2 separate regions of the Mus musculus genome follow, and region 1 is linked to region 2. The links are chromatin contacts, called in public ChIA-PET maps. All regions are on one chromosome and are shown on one strand. The core of a region is the stretch at or near the end of the contact, and the rest is flanking DNA. Distances in the headings are between cores, read along the strand shown. Region 1 overlaps Ubac2 (ubiquitin associated domain containing 2). Region 2 overlaps Ubac2 (ubiquitin associated domain containing 2).

The links. ChIA-PET counts read pairs in DNA pulled down with a chosen protein or histone mark.
Region 1: a contact with region 2 is called in an RNA polymerase II ChIA-PET map of CD8 T cells, with 5 times the contacts expected there. The contact joins two enhancer-like sites. A contact is called at or near these places in 3 of 15 datasets of contacts at CTCF or cohesin (CD8 T cells, the G1E-ER4 cell line and embryonic stem cells), 37 of 484 Hi-C or Micro-C datasets (B cells, CD4 T cells, CD8 T cells and 22 more), 19 of 115 datasets of contacts at active chromatin or transcription factors (CD8 T cells, DN3 thymocytes, the HPC-7 cell line and 11 more) and 4 of 9 other capture datasets (adipose tissue, embryonic stem cells, liver and 1 more).

The regions. Positions count from the first base shown.
Region 1 is chr14:121,926,913-121,932,066 of GRCm38.p6, forward strand. All of the region lies in intron 4 of Ubac2 (ubiquitin associated domain containing 2), which reads left to right. Gm46485 (a long non-coding RNA gene) reads left to right here. Exons shown (of 2, transcript XR_001781471.2): 2 at 1-5,154. Among named protein-coding and RNA genes, the nearest start is that of Gpr18, 14 kb to the left of the region's middle. Within about 2 kb of position 2,754, at least 101 of the 459 cell types and tissues checked have an H3K27ac peak or open chromatin away from gene starts, as enhancers often do. A contact at or near this core is called in B cells, CD8 T cells, CD8 central memory T cells and 21 more, where this site is marked.
Region 2 is chr14:122,012,355-122,017,385 of GRCm38.p6, forward strand. All of the region lies in intron 8 of Ubac2 (ubiquitin associated domain containing 2), which reads left to right. Among named protein-coding and RNA genes, the nearest start is that of Gm52103, 16 kb to the right of the region's middle. Within about 2 kb of position 1,542, at least 113 of the 459 cell types and tissues checked have an H3K27ac peak or open chromatin away from gene starts, as enhancers often do. A contact at or near this core is called in B cells, CD8 T cells, CD8 central memory T cells and 21 more, where this site is marked.

The DNA.
Region 1 (5,154 bases), core at 1,504-4,003, 84 kb before region 2:
AAAGCAGGACACAAAAACAGCATCCAGTGGCTTTCCTCTCGGGCCTGGGGAGCTTGGTTGGGCGCTTGACTGGTTGTTGGCATTTTGTGAAGTGGCATCATGGTGTAGTTGCCAGTTACCACTGCTGTGTGGCTGTTGGTCACGATTACAGGGCAGCAGGCTTTGTTCTGAACATAAAGAACAGGATGAGGATGTGTTCCCAGCCAGAGAAATAGCAGACAGGCGTGATCATCTGGAGCGGGGGAGGAGCTGGGACCAGAGAACTGTTCTCAGCTCTTGAAGGGTGCCCTGTGAAAGAACAATTAAGAATGGAGGATGGGGAGGGCTAGCCTAGGTGGCTGCTATGATAGGGAGGTGGCATGGTGGCATGTCGCTTCTGTCCCCAACCAGCAGAAAAGAGCGACGACACAGCGTTCTTCTCAAAGCAGTTTATTCAGGAACCTTTCAACATGCAAGCAGGAATCTCTCCTAGCCCCCAATCACAATCCCTTATATAACCCCTCAACCACGTCCCATCAGCCCAGTCCGTGTAATCTCAGTTCATTGGCCTTCGTCAAATGGCCTGATCTTGCATCATGGTGCACCTGCGCAGCTCTCATGATGGATGTGGCTTATTTTCAGGTGTATGAGGAAGTCAGGTGCAAGTCATAAGACTTGGCTGCTGTCCTGGCGCCATCTTGGCACTACCGCCACACCCGCTCCCCACAGTGGCACATGTGTGTAACCCGGGACACTGCTTTAGCCTGGGCATACTGAGTAGCCGCAGCACTCAGTACCCATGGAGTATTTGCCCTGGGCAGGGCTAAGTCTGGCTCAGAATAGAAGCAGAGGGCAGGCATGACCTCAGAGTGTCCAGCATTAGTGTGAAGCTGAGTGAACCCCTTTGCCCCTGACAGTCCTAGCTCTGTACTTGCTTTACATCTGGATTCACGAATAGGCCTAAAGAGTGAGAGACTCACTCACCAGAGCCCAGTGAGGCTGGGCTGTTCCCAGGAAGCCCACCACAGTCCAGCAGAACGTGCGGCACTCACTGCAATGTAGGGGCCTCCATTAGTTAATAGACTACCTGCAAAAAGCCGGAGACAATATTTCTGTGTCATCGGGGGGATTGATTCCTTTCCTGTGAGCAAAGATGATTTTTAAAATTTGAAAAGTACACACTTGTAGAAAACCTTGATAAATATGAACAGAGTGAGAGAATCCTGACATTAAGAGGTGAGTTGCAAGGCCAGGCATGGTGGCACAGGCCTTTAATCCTAGCACATGGGAGGCAGAGGTGGGGGCAGGGGCAGGGGCAGGGGCAGGGGCAGGCGGATCTCCATGAGTTTGAGGCTAACCTGGTGCAGTGAGCTGGTCCCAGGACAGCCAAGGCAACACAGAAACCCTGTCTCAAAAAACAAACAGAAAAGAAGAAAACAAAAAAGAAATAGAAAAAAAAAAAGAAAGAAAAAAAATGAGTTGATAAAGATATGCGTTTAAAATACTCTTGAAGTCAGATGTCAGAAGTTCACTGAATTTGAATAAACACCTAGATATTCTTACCTAGGTTTATTAGATGGTGTAAGTTTGCATATTAGTGATAAATTAGTAACCTAAAGTGGCAGTTTTTAAGCTCTGCCTGTAGTCACACCTGGAGCCACTAGATGGCGGTATTGGAACTTGGTAAAACCTGTAATTCTACTTAAAATTGTTATTAAATGAGGCTTGAGTGTTATTAAAAGAGCTGAAATGTTACTAAGTGATAACATATTCTTTCAGTAAAACTGGTAAGAGGGTGGCTGGGAGCATCCAGAACCAGCTTTGACAGTTGTCTTCCTGTCTCTGAAGCTCCTAGGCCCAAGTGAGAGTTACGAATTACTATTATCTACTCGCATTTATTTTTTCCTAAACAGTACAGTAAAGCGTATTTCAAACCATAGGAACACTTTTTGTGTGTGAATCCCCACCTCATTCCCTTGTGACAGAGTCTTTCACAGAACCTGCATGTAAACTGGCAGCCATCAGGACCCAGAGGTCCTCCTGTCTGTTTTGCACAGTGCTGGGTGATGGGTATGCAGAGCCACCCCCAGCTTGTACGTGACGGCTGGAGATTTGAATTCTGGTCCTGTTGTTTGTGCATCTAGCACTGTTACCCACTGAGCCTATTCCTGAGCTCCAAACATCACATTTAACTGTGTAGCAAGTTGTCATGCAGGGCAGCCTGGCTCTAATACGGAACTTAAGGAAGAATTCTTACCGATATCTGAAAGTTAAGGAAAGGGGAAGGCGGGTTGTTCTTTTTTTGTAAGGGGATTTAGTGATCCTGTTGAATAACTGTTTTGTGTGAGCCACAAACCGTATTTTTATCAGAATTGTTGGGTAAATGTTGATAGGAAAGTAGTCCTACTATGTAGTGGATATGAATGCCACTACCCTACAGCACACGCTTTAGCAGTTGTCTTCCCATGTCGTGTCTGTGGCTAGTATTGAGTGCAGATAAGGTGGAAGCTCAGTCCTTATCTTGTCATTCCTTCGACAAATGGTGTAGTTGTCAACAATAAGTAAATATTCTCAGAGCTCAGAGGAAGGAAGTAGGAAACTACGCGTTGGGGGACTTGATGGCTGGCGGTGCAAATGTGCACGTGAGTTCTAAGGAAGGATAAAAATAAGGAACAGGAAGTTGATTCATGAAAGTGATTTTTATTCCACTGCGTGCTTTAACTGAGAAAACAACCTAGAAGATGTGCTAATGTTTTATGGTGAATTGGTCTTTGAAAAGTGAGTTCTAATCAGTTTTTAGAACTGCTCCAGGGTGAGGAGGGGCCCATCTCCGTGTTCTGTGCATTGCAGTTATTCAAGCACACGTGTGGAGGCCAGAAGAGGGCATCATGTCCTCTGGAACTAGAGTTGTAGACAGTTGTGAGCCACTGTGTGGATACTGAGAACAGAACCCAGGTTCTCTGAAAGAGCAGCCAGTGGTCTTAACCACTGAGCCATCTCTTCAGTCCGTGGATCATATCTATGTAAAAAAAAAAAACCAATCTATCTATCTATCTATCTATCTATCAGTATATATGGATATACAGATATATAGATACAGATATCTACACACACACACACGCACATACACACACACACACATTATAATGCTGTATTTGTTGTGTCCATGTTTTAATTTATATCTCCCTAATCCAGTGCTGTATTGAGCTGCTCCTCCGACCCCAACCACTAGAGAGGGTTTCCCTGTGTAGTCTAGCTGGCTGTCCTGGACTTGCTTTGTAGACTAGGTACAGAAATCCACCTGCCTCTGTCTTCTAGGTGCTGGGATTAAAGGCGTGTGCCATCAGGCCTGGCATTGGCTGCTTTTTATGTGCTCAGCTGCTGTTCGTGTATTTTCAAGTCTCTCCGTGCACCTGTACTTAGATTTGTGACTTTCTTATTATTATAAGAGTTCTTTGAGAGTTCTTTGTATTCTCATACCAGTTCTTTAGGTGTGCATTTAGCAGATACTTCCCCAAGTTTATCTCTGTTGATTTTTATAATAGTGACCTTTGAAGAGTGTAGTTAAATACTCTAATGAAATAAAATCTACCAGTTTATAAATAGCCTATGCTGTGTACTCTTTGGAAAAATCTTCCTATGTTGTGCGTATTTGAGAAATCTCTGACCTATGTAGGTTTCTTCTAGAAATTTTATTTTAGGTTTGCCATTTGGGTTTATGCTCTATTTTGAATTTTTAATATATGGTTCAAAGTAGAGCTGTCTTCCTCACTCAGCACCTTCTGTGTGACAAGGTAAAGCCTCACCTGCCCCTGGAAAGCCCCGTTTTTGCTGCCCCCCCAGTTGCTACTTCTTCAACACGATCCTGACTTAATACCCCAGTTTAGTTTGTCAGTTTGAGCCACACATAGTGAAGCACAGGCTGTGTCTGGTTTGTTTCTGTCCTTTGTTTAGCTGTTTCCTTGGTGCCCAATGTAGCTCTAGTCAGTCTCGTCGTTAGTAGTGTAGTATTGTGGCAAGTCAAGACACCACACTCCTCCAGTTTCTATGGCCCCCTGTACCTCTTGTGCTGTGGACAGACACATGCTTCTGTTTGGTGATGTCTGGAGTTGGAATCTGAGTTGAAGGGTATCGTGCTTAGCTGTTGAAGATTGCTGCCATATCTTTTGTTGGTCAGGAATTTCAGAGCAAAGTATTGATCCTGTTCCTGTCAGCAGGGACTAGAGTTACCTGAAGACTCATTTTCCAGAGTGACTCACTCTTGTGGCTGTGGGTAGGAAGCCTTGGTTCCTCTTCTTGGAGTTGTAGGAGTATCCTTTTGACAGGGTAGCTCACCTCCAAGAGTGTCAGAGTCCTTTTCGTTTTACTCATTGTCGGGCTAAGGGACACACCACGTACCATAATTGTAGTCCACATTTTTTTACTGACCAAGAGACTGAGCTCTTCTGCTGTTGGCTTGTTGTTTATTTAAGTAAATATTTTGGCTGTCTCAGTGTTAACTGTAACTAGCTCTCTTTTAACTACCCAACTGTACATTTTTCTTGGTGTCTTGTTTTTTGTTTCATAGCCATGGTGATTTATCTTCCTGTAACACTGAGGAATAACTTCCAGTTTCCCCCCAAGATTTCATTGCTTTGTAGAATTTGTTTCTTTTGAATTCTTTCTACTTGCTGTTTTCTGATTTTGATATTAGGGGTTTTGCATAACCGGAGCCTTCGGCTGTTCATATTTAAGATCTAGTTAGAAAGTGGAGTGACAGGGATGGAGAAATGGGTCCACTGGGAAAGTGCTTGCTTTGTAAGCGCCACATGCAAATCTGGGTGTGGATCATGCACCTGTGATGCAGGAGGATCCCCAGCTCCTCCCACCCCTTCCTGGACATGGGTGGAGGGAAGTTCCCACCCTCTACTGTCTTGGTCTTTCTGGCTCCCTCTGAGGCTGTCTAGGGTTCTGCCCTAAGGACCCTGGCAGCACAATTCAGAAGCTGTGGAAAGGGGCAGACTGTGTGGGAGAAGCCACTTCTTACACAAAGGAAATCCCAGGGGCTTAGGAGCTCTCTGCTAGGAACATGGCACAAAGACTAAAAAGAATTTGCTTATTCCACCACAGTCTGTCAGTAGGCAGAGAGATGAGAGCCATCTCTCGTTTCTGGCTGCCTCTTATGGTCCCAGAAGA
Region 2 (5,031 bases), core at 292-2,791:
AGCTCAGGGAGAGAAGAAGGGCATGCATGCCTCTAGATGGTCTAGCTCCTTCCTGTTCTGATAAGAACTGCACCCGCCCCAAGTCAAGTCCACAAACACTGGCTTGTCTATTGCAGGCAAGCTGTGGGGGACACAATACTGAGAAGCAGCCCTGTTGTAGCAAGACACGTGCTAGGGAAGAGTGGTGGGCAGCAGCTGCAAACTGAACGGTGGATAGATCAGAGAGGCTCCCCAGAGATGCCTGGAGGGGCTCCCTGTAGCCTGGAGAGTGGTGGAAAGGGAACTTGAACTAAGGAAAACATGGTCTTATATATATGAGAATTTATCAAAGCATAAATAAAGCCTGTCAAATAATGTCCTTTTTGTAACCAGACACAAATGTACTAAAGTGTCTATCTCAAGAACTGTTTCCTCTTCCCTCTGCCTCCCCCATATTTTCTTCTTTTTAATACTTTTTACTTATTCTTTGACAGCTTTATAAAGTACATAAACTATTTGGATCACCCTAGCCCCGTCTTCCTTCTCTTACCCTGTCCCACTTTCATGGGTTTTTCCCAGTGATCCACGGAGTTTAATGAAGGCCACACGCATAAGCATGGGCGGGGCGGGGGTTCCGGAGCATGGGCGCTGGACTCCTGCTTACACCGTGACAGAAGACTTACTTTCTTCCCTCGCAGCTGTGACCTGCCAGTCGTTCCTCAGCTAGGGCTGGGTTTGTGAGTCCCTCCCCCGCTGCCCTGGGATGTTAAGGGGGCCCTGGCTGCTGTGAGCCATGAGTGCCGTGGCCAGCACCGTCTTTCCTTGACCAGGTATTTTTGATACCACACTCATGCTAAAAATCAGAAAAAAAAAAAATATGGGGAAGGAGTTTGTCACCTTTCCTGATGACCTGAGTGAGAGTCTCATGGAGGAAGGAGAGAACTGACTCCCACAAGTTGTCCTCTAACCCCCACGCAAGATTATAAGGGGGATGCTATGAGGGGGCCTGGCAAGGTACACAATCTTGGACCATAAATAAGATTTATACTTTCTTCCTGTTCACTTCTAACTTCATTTTAGTCAGCCCAGTTACCGCTGGGCTGGACCACCCAACCCTAACGGTGCTGGAAGAGTAGGCAGGGAGGTGGCCCTTTCCTGAGCATGTAAACAGTAGAGCCCCCGTTAACCAGGAGGTGAGAGGATCAGATCAGGAAGACAAGAGCTGCTCTTCCCACAGGGGCAGTCCAGCAGCAGCACTGGGGGAGGGGAGCCCGCAGGAACAGCCAACCGTCCTGCTCACGCTCACGATAGAGAGGCAGAGCAGCGCTGGCCCTGCCATTCACATCCAAGTGTGCATGTGACCTAGCACGGAAGGGCAGTCCAGCTATGGATGGGGTGGGGCCGCCATCTCTGTGAGGTGGGGTGGGCATCTCCATCTATGAACATCAGAATTCGGGAAGTTAAAAACCCAAAATACCATTTGTTTTTGACACTCGTAACTAGAGGGAAGTTAAAGAAACCACAGTCTTTGTTGAGCAAAGCAGCAGTTGTCACTGAAGGTGCCGCTGCGAATCCTTGGGATGAGTGTCTGTCTTTGATGTGTAGCACAGGGGAGGTGAGTCAGGAGTGGAGAACAAAGGCGCCATTTTGCTAGCTTCTTGGAGTGAAAGTTACCTCGAGGCAGGTAGAAGTGTACAGGTCATCAGAGATACTTAAAAAAAGTATTTAAAAACGAGGAAAACGAGGAAAGAACTGTGTCTCTGTGTGCCGGTTTCCTCCCTCGAGGTGTGGTCTGTTTTTTGAAGAACACATGGGAGGGAAAAGTACAGTCCACCTGTTGTCAGCTGACAGTGACCGTGTCTCTTTCCATCCATGTTCCCTTCCTCTGGTCAGCCAGCCACTGGCTTCATTCACCATGTCACAGGAGGCTGAGTAAGGCTCCTGACGCCTATGGTGGGCCGTGATGAAAGGCAGCTGACTGAGTTAGTCGGCTGGCTCCCATGGTGGGAGAGGACTGGACACTAGCACAAATGCACACCCAACCCAGGGAGGAAGAAAGAGGGAGGCTCCCCCTGGTGCCCTGTAGATTCTGTGGTCTCAGGCCCTCACTTCGGCCACAGAAAAGAACCATTGGATATTCCACTTGGGGAACTTTAATGACTGAATAAATAGTTGTGAAAGACTACAAAGGAGCTGGTGTTTTCTCTGGTACCTGTAACCCCAGAACTCAGGAGGCTGAGGTACAAGGATTGCCACAAGTTTGAAGCCTGCTTGGACTACATAGTTTAATACAGCCAGGGCTATGCTATGAAACCTTGTCTCAGAATTAGACAGACAGACAGACAGAGCAGAGCAAGCAGAACAGTCTCTCTCGTGGGACAGTAATCACCCATGGTTGGATTCTAAGCAAACCTGAGCAAAAGATGGCTTAGACATTGGACTGGACGCCTCACTGTGCTCTAAGCTGACACTCCACAGTGGTTTAGACAGTTCCCTCTGTGGGTCAGGAGGAAGGTACCCAGTGGGCTGGGGGGGGGCAGCAAGGATTAAAGGAACGGCTTTTTAGAAAACTCCATGGGGCATTTCATAAGTTTCCCATACAAATTGCTGTCAACCTGGCATCTGGTAATGATGGGATGCAGCTCTGTGGCCTGCTGGTGGCTCTGCCTCAGCTGGGAAACTGAGCCACTTCCTTAAGGAGCTCACATCACTGAGCCTGACCGCCTAACCTCAGTTTGGGCTACTGTGTATGTCAGGCTCTCTTTTAGATGGGGAGAAATTGTCCCAGACATTGTCCTTGTGTAACACACAAGGTCATCAGCTATGTGGGAAATTGGAGCTGGTGGATTCCCGACCATTCCCTTTACCATAGCTCCATAGGGCAGGTCCTTCACAGACTCTCTGATAAGCCTATACCAGGCCAGTCAGCAGTAAACACACACTTGTCTTCTCAGCCCTGAAAAATACATAAATATAGAAGCCAGCTCTGACCAGTGGCACTGGGTGGCTGAAGTGCCAGACCTGTTGCTCACTTTCAGCAATAGAAGACTCTTCAGAGAAGACCTGTGAAGACCTGACTCATTGTCAAGCCAGTGGTGGACATGTGGTCATTCATGTCTGAGAAGGAGTGATCACAGCGATTGTGCACAAAGAAGGTGTTCATGCTCCTGACAGACCTTGCCTTCAGGGCCACTCGGCCATTCCAAACCCGAGGGCCCAGTGAGGTCTGTGCCACCTGTCCTTGTGTCTTCTGGAACCCACGCGTGTCATTAGTGCAGGGAAAGATCACGGACCATTGTTACAGTGGTAGCCAGACATCTCTGCTGGCTCTCAGCTCCAGCTATGACTTACCAGTCCCTGAGACTGCTGCCTGTTGACAGCATATAGACCTGCTCCTGGTCAGGCTCAAAATGAAAGTGAGCTACAACTCTGCGTGAAGTGTGCAGGGAGGCAGCAAGGATAGGAAGGGACAGACTGGCTGGAGACCCTGAAATATGCTCACACGCAACACTCAGCAGGAAGTGGACCCGTCCAACTACTGACTGGTCCAGAGACAGTGCTCCTCAGCCAGGATAACTGCAGAGAGCCACCTTACGATTGGAACCCAAGGTGAAAATAACTAGTCAGACTGCTTTCATCAGGCAGATTTTTCCCTCCTTATGATTTGTGTCTGGCAAACCTCCCAACCCCTTGACACTTAGGCTGATGGGAGCTTGAAAGGGTAAGGGTAAAGGGTAAGAGTATGCTCACTGTAAAATGGTCCCAACAGAAAGGAGAAAGGCAATTCCAAAAAATTAAATGGCAAGTTTGGTATTTTGGTGTCTGGCAATGTAAACCAGATTAGCACCACATGACTTGTAGATGTCAGAAAAATCTTTGCAGTCTGAGAAAACCAAAATAGCCCTGTTGACACAAGATGTCACTGAATTTACATCTGTGAATTTACATCTCTGTGGAGACAGAGCACCAGCCTATGGAGTAGATAATAGTACTGAGCTGACCTGGGCTTTTCACTGGGTAAGCTGATTACCCACTGAGCAGAGAGAACTTTCTCATGGGCTCAGAGCTCTATCTTTGATCTGGTGTGTCTAAAAACTGTCATCAGTAATGATTCAAATGAAGTTTGCAGGTTTGCTAAGCCTACTTAGGGGAGATACAAGTTTGAGAGGGATGATTGATGGCATTTAGAACTAACTCCTTTGAGTTGGCTGGAAAACAGGCAGAGCTATGTGCCGTCCTTTTACCTACAAGGTCACTGTAGGACTTGAGAACTCTCCTGAGTATGGCAGGTGAAAACTATCAAGTTTTTAGCAGACTCCTGCTAACCAGTTCACACGTCATAGCTCTCTACATAAGTGTGTATATATTCATATCCATGTGCGCAGATATAACACACACACACCTACCAGCACACACCCATGGAGTTGCACACTGCCTTGGGTACCATGTTTTCAGATGACACAAACTGAGAAAGGATTGGGGTCCAGAGACACAGTGTTAACAGTTTAATGTGAAATTCTAGTGCAAGCTCATGCATTAAAGCTTTAGTTACCTAGCTGATAGCACTGTTCGTAGGCTTTCTTCAGGAAGTAGGATCTAATCAGAAGGAGCAGATCACTGGGAGATCAGGTCCTAGGGTGTCTTATCCCTATGGCAGAGCAGGCCCTAGAATATCTTGTCCCTGGGGGGAGAGCAGGGCCTTGGGTGTCTTGTCCCTGGTCCCTCCTGGTGTCATCCTCTGCCTCCTGCCTGCCACACTGCACTACCATGATGTCCTGTCCAAACACGTGGGGGCACAATAACTACGGGCTGATCCTTTTAAGCCACGAGCCACAGTAAACCTGTCCTTCTCTAAGCTCTTTCTGTTGGGTGATCTGGCCACAGTTGTAGAAAGCTCGTTAACTTGGTACTAAAAATAGTGACACTGCTGTGACTAAATCCTAAGTGTATGGAGCTGGTTTATGGGCAGAGTTTGGAGACTGAGCTAGAGAAAGCTTCAGATTCTGTAGATAGAGCTTACAGGGTGATTCTGGAGGAGAAAAGAAGGTCGGA